3 separate regions of the Zea mays genome follow, and regions 2 and 3 are each linked to region 1. Evidence: chromatin contacts called from public Hi-C data. All regions are on one chromosome and are shown on one strand. The core of a region is the stretch at or near the end of the contact, and the rest is flanking DNA. Distances in the headings are between cores, read along the strand shown. Region 1 holds the start of LOC100280703 (esterase PIR7B). Region 2 holds the start of LOC100284026. Region 3 holds the start of LOC100274849.

Region 1 (4,318 bases), core at 465-2,964:
ACTGCGCCCGCCAGGAATGGCCACGGCCGACGGCGCCTTGGCTCTTGTTCTTTTCCCGGAACAGGAACTGGCTGCCTCTGCTGGGCCTTCGTCAGTCAGCATGCATTGGATCCGCTCAGCTCAGCTCAGCTGCACTGCCGTCTGCCGGTCGAGAAGGCAGCGAGGGCAGGGCAGGGCACGGGGCACCGCGTGCATTCACGCAACTCGAGGCAGCTCCGAGTTTGAGCCATCAAGCCTGCCAGTGCCACAGGCACAGGGCAGCCACAGCAAAGAAAAGGCAGCGACAGGTCATGGGAGAGAGCGGCAGCAGAGGCAGAGCGCCTGCCTTGTCCTGTCCGTATCGGTGTGCATGCTCTGGCGCTGTACGTTTTCTTCAAGATGCCAGCGTGCATTCCTTTTCTTTTTCAAAAGCAGAGCAGAGCGCAGAGCTAGGTATTTCGGTACCTAGACAATTCTCGACTCCATGCATAGCGGCTTGCCAGTGCTAGACGTCCGAGGACAGAGGAACGGCAGGCCGCCCTCCGGTCTGGAAAGAATTCTCGGAGATTCCGCTGTCATACAAGGTTGTCATCTTTGGTTGGCGGCAAATATGCATAATCGTATTGTTTCAGTATTTCAGAGTGACTACACGGTCTTGCGGAAATGAACATACTCAGCAAATAGTGTTTTTGTACGTCCATATCACGGTTTACAAAATTGTTTAGCCTACAAAAACCGCTACCCACCGGTAACGGTTTACCGCTGGTAACTGTTTGGACAGGAAATGAAGCCGAAATTGACCACTAAATGCCTAAACTTGACTTGAGCTACGAGTTTCTTCTTCACATATAGCATCTTCAAATATAGAATATAACATTAAACAAGATTCATATACCTAAATTGACCACTAAATACTCGATCGTGGCATTAAATCTAGTTTTCGATAAAAAATGGCGGTTTACCGGTCTAAGTAATGGTTTACCGGTATAAGAAAATGGTTTACCGTCGGTTTTCAGTTTTTATGATTTTCTTTTTTTTGAATTTGGAACGAATTTTGAAAAAAAAATCCGATGGTTAACTGAAACAATAATCATTAGAAACAAAAAAATGGTCAAGAACAATCTCCAACGGTTTCTCTAATGAGATAGCTAAATATAAATATTATTTTGTTTTAAATTCTCGCTAGTTGTTGATAATTTAGAGAGTGTGGAAGATAAAAAATTTGTGAAGAATGAAAAGATTTAGAAAATAATGTATTTTAAAATAATAATTCGAGTTTTAAAAAGACACCGGAAGGTGTTCTGCCGACTACTCCCTCAGTTCATAAATATATTACATCGTTATTTTGTTTTAAAAAAAACTTTGATCACTGTCTTATTCAAAAAAAATAACGAGTTATCATTCATTTTTTATTTGTTTTATCACTTAAGGTAGTTTGTGTTTAACTTAAAATTTATATTTTAAAATAAATATTTTAAATAAGACGAGTAATTAAAGTTTTTAAAGAAGTCAACGATGTTATATATTTGTGAACGGATGTAGTACAAAATGTAAAAAAAATGATGCCCCCATGGATTTTATATAGATGCAGCGTGATGGATTTTATATAGATGCAGCCTGTACCCAAACACTTTCAGGCTACTCGTAGCCTGATACAAAATTCCTAGAACTGGAGCCCTTATGTGCAAAAGTGGCGGTACGAGAAGAAGTATAAATTTTCGTATCCTTGTGCCTGCCATTTCTGCCGCGCCCGCTGCTCGCTCCCCCTGCTTCCTCTTTCTCCCCCTCCTCGACTCCTCGTCAAGCTCCCCTGAATCGCGGCAGCAGCACCGGGGCAGCAAGGCGAGGATTTTCCTGCTCCGAATCTACCCGGCTCGGCCCGATGGGCTCGCTGATGTCCTGCCTCTCCGACCCAATCCCGTCGGGGAACAGGTCCCCGCCGCCGCAGCCGAAGCGGCGCTCGTCCACCTCTTCCCGCGGCCGTGGCGGCGGCGGGAGGGACTCCGCTAAGGCCTCCGTGTCCATAGACGAGGAGGCGCTTACTGCAGCAGCGGCGCTCGTGCTGGGGCAGAGGGGCGCGTCCGGTGGCCTGGGCGCGTTCGAGCGGTCCGCGTCGGTGCGGTACGCGGCCAAGCGGCAGAGCCAGGGCCCGCCGCTGCCCCGAAGTTGCAGCACGCGGCCGAGGTCGCTCGCTGACCCCGAGCTCCAGCCACAGCAACTCCTAGCCAAGGTGAGGATCTTAGCCATACATGCTACTACTTCCTCCATAGCTTGCTTGCGTCCCCGTTGTTTGGTTCAGTTGGTCATTGGTATGCGTGCCGCCGTGTTGAATTATACTCTTGTGCAGTCTTTGTTTGACTTTGTGCCATCATTTCTGCCAATTCTGCGAATTTCCACTGCGATTGACTGTCCTTGCATCGAATGTTTGGCTGGCTCTCTTGTCACTACGCTCTTTCATGAAATTTAGGTTCCTTTCATGTTTGCTCGATTCATTTGGCTCAGTTGCTGGAAGCTAAGGCATCACCATTGGTGATTCAGAATCTTCTCATTATTTTTTCCTGATTTATTGTATTTGGCATCATGGCACGCCGGGCAGTTTGCAGTTTAACTCGATGCTGCGTGCACGAATACCCCTTGTTTGTTTATTGGAATCGGCTCTTTTAAGAACTAGGCAGAGAATGAGGCAATTACAAATTCGCAGCTTGTGACGGTGTCTACTGTATCTGTATGGGACCGGGCAATCTGGTTAGCCCATCTGTCGTCGAGACCGTTCAAATCGGAACGCCTGCAGATTCGAAGCGGTGCCGACGCACGTGGTTGCGTTGCGTCCATCCCTTAATAAGTTTATATTATCGTTTCCTACGGCGACACGCATTCCTGGTATTCAACATAGTATACTAAGAGCTGGCTTTTATCATCTGCAGTTGATGAATACTCTTGAGAGAAGTGAGAACAAGTAGTTATCTCTTATCTGACAATGACCAAGCACTGATTCTGATTTGGTCAAAATTTAGTGGAACCGGGAAACTTCGGTTGTTGACTGATAGTGCTTGGTCGTACATTGGTTTTGTTCAGAAGCTCTTATGCATAGGGGCCGTGGAAACTGATTGGTTGTTGCTTCTAGCTCTGGTGGGATCATATCGGCTTGTGTGTTCGTTCCTCTGGAGAAAGGACAAGGCAGAGCCGAGGAGGCCATCATCAACTTGTGCAATGGTGGCGATCCCCAGGTTTATCCTGATCATGAATGGGATGGGCAGCCGGCGTGGCTCCTAATCTGTCTTGAGTACATTATATACTGGCTTTTCTGACTGCTAACAGTGGTGTTGACTAGTAAGATTGACATTTTCAAAGTCATCTGTCAGCTAGCGGATGCAGATGCTGGTATGCTAAATTTGTTGGAAATTGTGAAGGTTTTCAACAGAACCAGCACGGTATTTGATATTTACATGTCATTTCTGCCTTTTCGCGCTTATCAGCAAACAATCATCTACACATTTTGACTAGTACATTGTGTGCGTATTTATCAGGACCTTGGATACTAACTCAGTAATTCTAGTGTTTGAGTGCTTTACAACTCTTCCTGGGTTTATATAACCACATTTTTTTTACTTATGGTTCATTTATCAAACAGGATTTGAATACTAAGGATTTGGAAACCAACGTCATTGTTCTTGTTCATGGTGGTGGATTCGGCGCTTGGTGTTGGTACAAGACTATATCACTTCTCGAAGATAGTGGGTTCAAAGTTAACGCCATTGACTTAACAGGCTCAGGGATTCACCATTACGACACAAACAAGATTAGCAGTCTTTCAGAGTATGCTGAACCACTTACGTCTTACCTTAAAGGCTTAGGCGATGCTGAAAAGGTTAACTCTCTTTCCATACATATACAGAAATACTTAAAATATTTAGAAAGTTACATTCCATCTGGGATATTGTAGATTTGTAGTATCCATTGACCATTGTGGCACTGTGCATGGTATTTGGTAGTTTACCTGCTTTCATGCTTCGACTGTAGTCCTTAGCAATCTTATTGTAAAAACTGGGATGACGGCAACTAAATTATCGTTAGCTGAGAGTCCTATAAAGGCAGACTAATATACAAAATTTTGTATTCTACATTTTTGCATAAGCATGGTAAGTTTGCAGGCACATGGATTTCTGTACAGCGCCATACTTTTGGATCTTGTAGGTCGCCAATGGATCTTCCATTTCGGGCATTGTAGGTAAAAATAGCGAAGTGTTAACCTAAATGTCAATGGACTTGGGTTGGACTTTACTCTTTTGGGGTGGTAAGATTTTTTTATTTGTGTTAAATTTAATCACCCAATGTACAA
Region 2 (4,318 bases), core at 796-3,295, 170 kb after region 1:
AATAAGTAAATACGGCAATCCAATACAAATCCAGGAACACACTTTTAAAAAGGAACAGCGACAAAAGAGCAATTAGCCAATAAACCCTGGCAGCTGAGAAAATTCACATGTCCGTCAATGGATCTACTTATACTCAAACGATAGCACTGGCATGCTGGGCTCCTTCTAATAAGTCTCTAGAGTACCAGTCTTACTGCCCTATTTCTATTTTTGATTCCCCTCTTCCACTTTCCTTTTCAAGGATAAGCAACTAAACTACGACCACCAGGAGATGTCTCTACACGTGTGATTGCTTCAGCACCAACTGGCATAGATAAAGACATCTCAAAAAGGGTGACATTTGGAACATCAACTGGCACAGATAGAGGATCAGGTTGAGAGCGATGCAACACGATAATTGCCCCACTTAAGAGAGCAAAGAAAATTGTGCCAGGCATGCATGAACGAATGACTGAGAGAAATCCCTGACGCAAAGAAAGGATGCCACCAGTGGCCACACCAGAACAAATCAAGTTCCAGGGATCCTCCTCCTGACGCACATACATGAGGATACAATCAAATACTGAGTACATGCCTCCGCAAACAGCAAAGCTGCTACCAATGTGTGGCACATTCATGCGCACAGCCTCCAGTAAATCATGCACCAGTAGGTGCATTGAGGAGACCCTTGACAAAGTGGAAGAGAGAATCCCCAACAGCACCAATGGCAAACACAGAACCTGAATCAGTGAGGATGCATTCTCGACAAGGTCAGTCCCTATCTGTAAGAGACGAGACACCATTGTAGCTGCTGCTTGAAGTCCTGAAGGTCTGCTCCTTGTCCACCGAGGAGCAAACCTAAAACTCAGGCAAAGGGTCGACAAAAAGGAAATCTCTGGTGTCCCTTCTACTACAGATCCAAGCTAAATAGAACAGATACATATAGGACAACCAGACCAATCACGTTCTTCTAGTAGGAAGCTATAACAATCTCTAATTGGATACATCACATTTTTTTTGTAACAAACAATCACAACACCTAGCGCAAGAAACTAAACAGTTGCTGAACCCAAGCAATTTCTAACTTCCACGGCAGAACACAATCATAATCCCTATGCAACCTATCTGGTGCACACAGATGGACGTTGCCTACTCACGCTTACAGGACAAACAAAAAAGGGAAAAACAATCACGAACTTAATAATCGAATATATATCACACCTTTTCTAAATCCAAACAAAACTGCAATTAACTACACATCGCACCTTTTCCTCACTTGTACTCGAACGATGGTATCGGACTGCTGGGCGTATCGAAGCTCTCTAAGATCTCCGACTTGCCCCCGCCTGCGCTGGGTTTCTTCTCCTCCTCCTTCCTGCCAAACAGTCCCCCGAACAAGCCACCCACGCCGCTGGAGGTCGTCGCTTCCGGAGGTGCCACGACCGGCGGCGCCTGCGGTAGGCCCGGGAAAGGGTTGCCGCCCATGGCCGCTGTAAGGTTGGGATCGTCGGCGGGCAGCGGCGGGTTGGCGAGGACGCGGTTGAGCATGAGTCCGGCGCCCTCGATGAGGGCCAGCAGGATGCCGCCCATGAGCGCGGACCGGCCCGCGGCCCCCATGCCCTGGCGCATAGAGAGGAACCCGCCCGTGGCTGCGCCCGCAACGATGGAGTTCCAAGGGTCCTCCTTCTGGCGCGCGTACACCATGGCGCAGTCGAAGGTGGAGAAGAGGCCGCCCCAGACGGCGAAGCTGCCCCCCACGCGCGGCGCGTTCATGCGCACGGTCTGCGCGCCTCCGGACAGGCGCATCCCGTTGGGGGAGTTGTAGATGCCCTTGATGAAGTGATAAGCGGAGCCGCCAACGGCGCCCATCCCGAACGCGCCGCCGACGTCGTCCAGGATCCGGTCCGGGCACGGCTCCCGCGACGTCTCCGGCGTGCCCATGTTACTCTCCCGGCGCTAGTTCGCCTACTCCTCTGTCCACTTTAAGTCGGCGGCGGCGAGAGAGGAAAACCCTAGGATTTTCTCGATCGTCGATCACGACAAACGCGCGTCCGTGTGAAACAACTAACTGTATTATTTATATTCCTCTTCTATATTATAGACTGTATTTCTCTAAAGAATTCTCTTATTTCTCTTCCACGGTCTCTATTTTATATATTGATTTTTTGTAATTTACATACTATATATCCTAAAACGTTTTTACATATTTTTTACTTAATTCTTAAAAGTATAAAAATATTTATAGATGACGGAGGGAGAAACACGTCCTCTATATCTATACTATTATATATACTATACTTAAAACATCAGTTTCAAGGTCGTCCCGCGTCATCTTTTTACAAATAACTCCTCACAACTATTTCAAATTAATCTGTTGCATGTTATATATGGCTAAACGGCGGCCCGACGTGGGCCAGACGCCCGCGGGCCACAACTCTGGCTCATGCATGTCATGCCGGCCTGACTGTGTCGGGCCAGCCCGTCGACCTATTTGATTAAATCGGCGTAAAATATTAAAAAAATAGTGCATGAGGTGGGATTTAAACTCATGCCTTGTGATGAAAGAAGGGCGTGAGACACTGGGTGAAGCTGTATAACCAGTAGAACATCATGCTCAAATGTTCACATATACGTTTTTTGTAAAATAAAATATTAAAAAAAAATAGTGTACGAGGTGGGGTTTGACCCATGCTCTGATGAAAGAAGAGCGGGAGACACTGTATGAAGCTATCTAACCAGTATAACATCATGTTCAAATGTTTTTAATATTAAACATAAATTGTATATATGTATATACATTTTTTTGTAAAATAAAAAATATATAATCATGTCGGGCCGAGCCAGCACTACGGCTGAGGCTACAACCCAAGCACGACACGACGTTCTTGGCTCTTGCAAGCATTAGGTCGTTTCGGAGACCACATTGACGCAATGGACTCGATGGTGTTTGAGGTTGCTGAATTGATGAAGCAACAATGATTACCACACTAACAGTAAAATAAAAGGTTATTTGTTGGTTTTAAACGTTAATAATTGCTACGAAATGGTATAATTATATGTAGCACATCCCGTTTTTATTGATGCCTAACTTTAGCAATCACTCTATGTTTTGATTTATCCTTTTTATAAGTTTGACTTCATGTGACTTATTTAAGAAACATGAGATCACAAACTTTCTCTTATTTGGTCTCTATATGTGGAATTATGTCATTTATAATCTATGTTCGTTCAGTCAGTCGTTGTTAACTCTTATCTAATCGCTCATTTCATTGGTTGTGTTGTACCAAGACATATTGCATTAAGTAAACAATAACATTAGTTAGGCAAATCAAAAAAAATATTATAAAGAGAGCGGAGACAATCAATAAAAAACCTTGAATTTTTTTGATGGATAGTTTAATTGGGTATTGTTGTAAGCCGTCGCACGCACGGGCAACCGACTAGTTATTTATAATGAACGAATTATCCCTCCATACAAATGTTGGTCATTTTCATTTTTCGAGGAGTTAAATATTTTTATCTTTGACCACATTTATATGAGAAAATATTAATATTTATAGTACACAATTTGTATGATTAGACAGATCTTTGAATCTACTTTTATAAGAACATTATTCGAAGATACAAATGTTATTTATATATTCTATAAATCTAGTCAGATTTAAGAAAGTTTGACCGGCACGAATACCATAGCGACAAATATTCGAAAGAAGTATTAGCTTCCACAAAAATTTAATGTTGTTGGTTATTTATAATGAACGAATTATCCCTCCATACAAATGTTGGTTATTTTCATTTTTCGAGGAGTTAAATATTTTTTATCTTTGACCACATTTATATGAGAAAATATTAATATTTATAGTACACAATTTGTATGATTAGACAGATCTTTGAATCTACTTTTATAAGAACATTATTCGAAGATACAAATGTTATTTATATATTCTATAAATATAGTCAGATTTAAGAAAGTTTGATCGGCACGAATACCATAGCGACAAATATTCGTAAGAAGTATTAGCTTCCACAAAAATATAATGTTGTTGGTTTTTTAAAAATAACTTTGATCATTCATTTATTAAAATTGGTGAGTTGTCATTTATTTTGTTGTAATTTGTTTTCTCATTTAAGGTTGTTATGTTTTTGAATAAAAGAGTGATCAACGTTTTCGTATAGTGAACGGAATGAGCCCAATAGAATCCTTTTTAGTAGAGGATGTTTAGATGCCTCTTTAAAGACAGTTTTAGCAATTTAGCTCGCCAGATACTGAGCGCTCGTGTCATTAACGGGGAAATTGGTTCTCTAACGGTGAAAGTTCATTGTCTCTATAAAATACCAC
Region 3 (4,318 bases), core at 900-3,399, 150 kb after region 1:
TTCTTTCTCGTGACCCGTGTCCATTCTTTCGTCGGGGAGGTAGACAGCGGAGTCTTCCGGATCAGCGAGCTTCTAGCTCCAGCCTTCCCGGAGACGATCTTTTTCCGAAGAGCCGGAGGTAGCGTCTTTCCAGCATTTCCGGAGTTTGTTGGAGGAAACTTCTCTTCTGGCAGATCTGCGATGCGGTGTAGAATTCCCCCTTCATCCGCTACAGATGAGATTGTCCCGAAGCAGAATACAGATCCGGGACGCACGGTGATCTTGCTGTGGAAGGTGACGGCCATTGAGCTAGCTTGGATCGTCGACACACCCCCTACCTGGCGCGCCAGCTGTCGGTGTTTTGGGTCCGACCGCACACCCGGGGTTGCCCCTCAAGGTGTTTTTAGGAGTAGGACGGTGTCAACGACTGTAGCAAAATGGTTCGTGCCGATCGCACGAGGGACAATGGACAAGATTTGCAGGTTCGGGCCGCTTAGAAGTGCGTAACACCCTACGTCCTGGTGAGTATATGAGCGTGGTTACAAGAGGACTCTCTGATTGAGGGCGCAGAGAGTTTACGTGGGTGGCTAAGTAAAATAGGGCCGATCGATCTGAAGGGGTGCCCCCTAGGCCTTATATACTCGACCGTGGGGCAGTACATGTGACATGATAACATCAAGTAGCTAAAAGATAGTGAACCTCTTGAGTTTATCCCTACGTAACCCTCGCCGACTTATCCTCGCATGGTTCCGTTGCATGGGGGCTTCAGCGCGGGAAAGTCGGGTCTCTGTTGCGATTCATTCGTTCGACGTTGTGGGCCGTCCGAGTTTGCACCAATCCAGTCTCACGTCTTCTCTTCTTTGTTGGTTGTCTTTCCCTAGGCCCACGAAAGAATGACCTTATGAATTATTGGGCCCTTGGGCCTTTCGTGAGGCCTTTTACTTCTTTAGTGGACCCAGGGGATATCTATCCCCCACAGAGCTCGTTACGAAAAACGATCTGGCACCGTGAAGGGGCTACTGTTGGGGGTCTGCTTCGTCGTCGAAGGTCCCATAAGAAGGAACACCTTCGGAAGATTGACACAAAGCCGAAGCTATCAATCAAAGAGCTTCGGAGTACATTTTCAGATGCACCGACTTAAAGATGAAATGACCAATCGGCCCGTGATAGTTGGTATTATGATTGTAAACATTTGTAAAGGGCATGAATGTAATTTCTCACAGGTTGTGTCCTGCGCCTATAAATAGATGAATAGTACCCCTGTACTGTTTACGCTATCTTGTATTCGCTCGTGCGCAACACTCGGATTTTTATCTTCTGTCAAGCCGAAGGTACAAATGTAATTAAATATCGTCTTTAATTATCCAAATTTATATAATGAAGATATGTGAATGATGTTATATGATTATTCATGTTAACTTTCATGTTTCATATGCTTTGTCTTTCATTATCGTATACCATGATGATGAAGGTACGTCATTCATGACCTTCGTCCGAAGATCGTTATATCCTAAGGGAAATAATGCTTCGAAGGACGAAGGACATTAACATTTAATATTTTGTGTTGCCTTGTTCTTAACTCATAGCATTTGAAAACAAGTCCCCAACACATATGTATATATGCATTTATTTAAGCTCACATGAAGTTTCTGGTGGGATCAAGTTTTTAATAGTTTTGGAAGTTGTGTTTCAAAATCTATTAGAGAATCCTTCTTTTCTACTATCAGTTATGTTTTTGACAACTTAAAAAAATAGAATAACTTTAGAAAAGTATTTTTTTTTGAACTCTTGAAAATGCTAATGTTTGGCAACAATGATTCTCAAATATATAGTTTTATAATACTATATTTTGTAATTGTCATGATAATACAGTAGTTTTAGTAGGTACAGAAATAATATAGTTTTAAGAAACATTGTTTAGACACAACATTTTAAACCATGATATTGGACAAAAGCTAGTTATACCATAAAAACTTTGAGTTAAAGTAGAGTTTCTAATACTCCAAAAATATTATTGATATATAAAATACTATAGTTTTAAAAACAAAGTTTTTAAAAATAGAACCAAACACGTCATAACATAAAATACTATTATATTACTCAAAACCGTAGTATTGGATAGAAACCATAGTTTTCCGTGAAACCCTCTTGACCGTTTGATTTTAGATCGGCCCTTCACGCGTCAAAGCCTCGAGAGCAGAGACTGCAGAACTGAACATCCCAACCCAAGTCCCGAACCCTCCCTCACCACTCCCCCGATCTCCGCCACTCCAAAATGTGGCGCCGCCACCACCTCCTCCGGCTACTTCCGCCTCCGGCCACCGCCGCTACCGCCGCGGCCCCTTCCCACTTCCTGCGCTACCTCTCTACCTCAAGCACCCCGACCCCGGCCGCCTCCCTGGCCTCGTCCCTCGCGTCGGCGCTCACTGCGCTCTCCACGACCCCGCCCCCCGCCACCACCCCGGACGCTTACTTCTCCCTCCACTTCTCCGACGTGCGGCCTACCAACGCGCTCCTCGCCGAGGCGCTCGCGCTCTCCCCGCCCGCCACCTCCCGCGCCGCTGCCGATCTCTTCCGCTTCCTCGTCCGCCGCCGCTCGCTCCACCCCTCCGACGGCGCGCTCGCGCCCATCGTTCGCCACCTCGCCCGCCGCCGCGACTTCCCCGCCGTGCGCGCGCTCATCCAGGAGTTTCCAACCGCTCTCGGGCCCACCACGCTCGACGCCTATCTCCAGCAGCTCACCAGAGCCGGGCGCCCAACGGACGCTGTCAAGGTGTTCGACGAATTGCCGGAGCAGCTCCGTAACCGCGAGGCTCTCACTTTGCTGGTCTCCTCGCTTTCTTCCGAGGGATTCCCCTCGCACGCAGAGCGAGCTGCCAAGAAGGTCGCCAGTGAGATCTTCCCAGATGATAATATCTGCACTTTGCTTGTATCTGGTTATGCCAATGCTGGTAAGCTCGACCATGCGCTAAGGTTGATTGGTGAGACACGTAGAGGTGGGTTCCATCCAGGATTGGATGCGTATAATGCTGTTCTTGATTGTGTCTGCCGGCTCTGTCGCAAGAAGGATCCACTGAGGATGCCAATAGAAGCGGAGAAGTTCTTAGTTGACATGGAAGCAAATGGGATTCCTCGTGATGCAGGCACATTTCGGGTTCTGATCACAAATTTTTGCAAGATCCGCAAGACAGGGGATGCCATGAATCTGTTCCAGCGTATGGGTGAGTGGGGCTGCTCACCGGATGCTGACACGTACTTGGTGCTCATTAGGAGCTTGTACCAAGCTGCCCGAACTTCAGAGGGGGATGAAATGATAACGTGGATGCGGTCTGCAGGATTTGGAGATAAACTTGATAGGAAGGCATATTATGGATTCATCAAGATTTTATGTGGGATTGAGAGGGTTGAGCATGCTGTCAAGGTATTCCGTATGATGAAAGGTTATGGGCATGCTCCTGGAGTAAAATCATATACCTTGCTCATTGAGAAGCTGGCCAGACACAATTTAGGGGATCGTTCTAATGCACTTTTCAGGGAGGCAGTTGCACGTGGTGTACCTGTGGCACAAGGAGAGTACAATGTTGACAAAAGGTATGTCAAGACAAAGAAGGAGAAGACGGTGAAGAAGAGGCTGACTTTGCCAGAGAAGATGAGATTGAAGAGCAAGAGGTTATACAAGCTCAGAATGAGCTTTGTCAAGAAGCCCAAGCGTCGAATGCTCCGGGTTTAAGCATAATTTTGGGTAATTCTCATAGTCATGCTGATTTCATTGCCATGTCGATGGTTATCTTTTCTGAGGACCAGTCCGTCATTGTTGTTAATCACTTTGACCTGCACTACTGCCACTAAATAAATACTGGAAATTTCAAATGCAGATATATTAGATGTGGCCACATTTAAAACAATTTGTTGTCAAATGCAGATACTTGTGTCAAAATAAATACTGGAAATTTCATGGAAACCAAGGTGCACTACTGACAAATACCAAAATTCCTGGGTCACTCCTTTGTTAGGACTGGAAATATCATATATGCAAGCCTATACTTGAATACGAAAAGCTTAACTTGCTTTCATGTTCCTTGTCCAATGTTACCTACCTGAGCTACACCTCTGCCTTCATAAAGCTAGTAGAAATTGGAATTTTTTATTCCTCTTTATTTTGTGTAGTTCGGTCTGCTGCAGAATAACTTCATGGGAACACAGCAGGTACATTTTTTTAGAAAATCATTTCGTTTGACTTTATGGACCTTTCACTGTGAAAGCATGGATGCTGTGGTCAGGTTCTTGCACCGGTCTGTAAATATGAGTTCCAAATAACTTTCTGTTGCCCCTGTTTGTT

The links. A called contact is a pair of places that touch in the nucleus more often than the background predicts.
Region 2: a Hi-C map of ear shows a contact between it and region 1, with 3 times the contacts expected there. The contact joins the promoter of LOC100284026 here to the promoter of LOC100280703 in region 1. A contact is called at or near these places in 3 of 25 Hi-C or Micro-C datasets (bundle sheath, ear and leaf).
Region 3: a Hi-C map of ear shows a contact between it and region 1, with 5 times the contacts expected there. The contact joins the promoter of LOC100274849 here to the promoter of LOC100280703 in region 1. A contact is called at or near these places in 2 of 25 Hi-C or Micro-C datasets (ear and leaf).

The regions. Positions count from the first base shown.
Region 1 is chr2:217,415,770-217,420,087 of Zm-B73-REFERENCE-NAM-5.0, reverse strand. It overlaps LOC100280703 (esterase PIR7B), which reads left to right and starts at 1,714. Exons shown (of 5, transcript NM_001153622.2): 1 at 1,714-2,209; 2 at 3,611-3,847. The coding sequence starts at 1,862.
Region 2 is chr2:217,241,112-217,245,429 of Zm-B73-REFERENCE-NAM-5.0, reverse strand. It overlaps LOC100284026, which reads right to left and starts at 2,045. Exons shown (of 2, transcript NM_001156924.2): 1 at 1,245-2,045. The coding sequence starts at 1,920. The coding sequence ends at 1,252.
Region 3 is chr2:217,263,714-217,268,031 of Zm-B73-REFERENCE-NAM-5.0, reverse strand. It overlaps LOC100274849, which reads left to right and starts at 2,149. Exons shown (of 3, transcript XR_561694.3): 1 at 2,149-3,721; 2 at 4,147-4,185.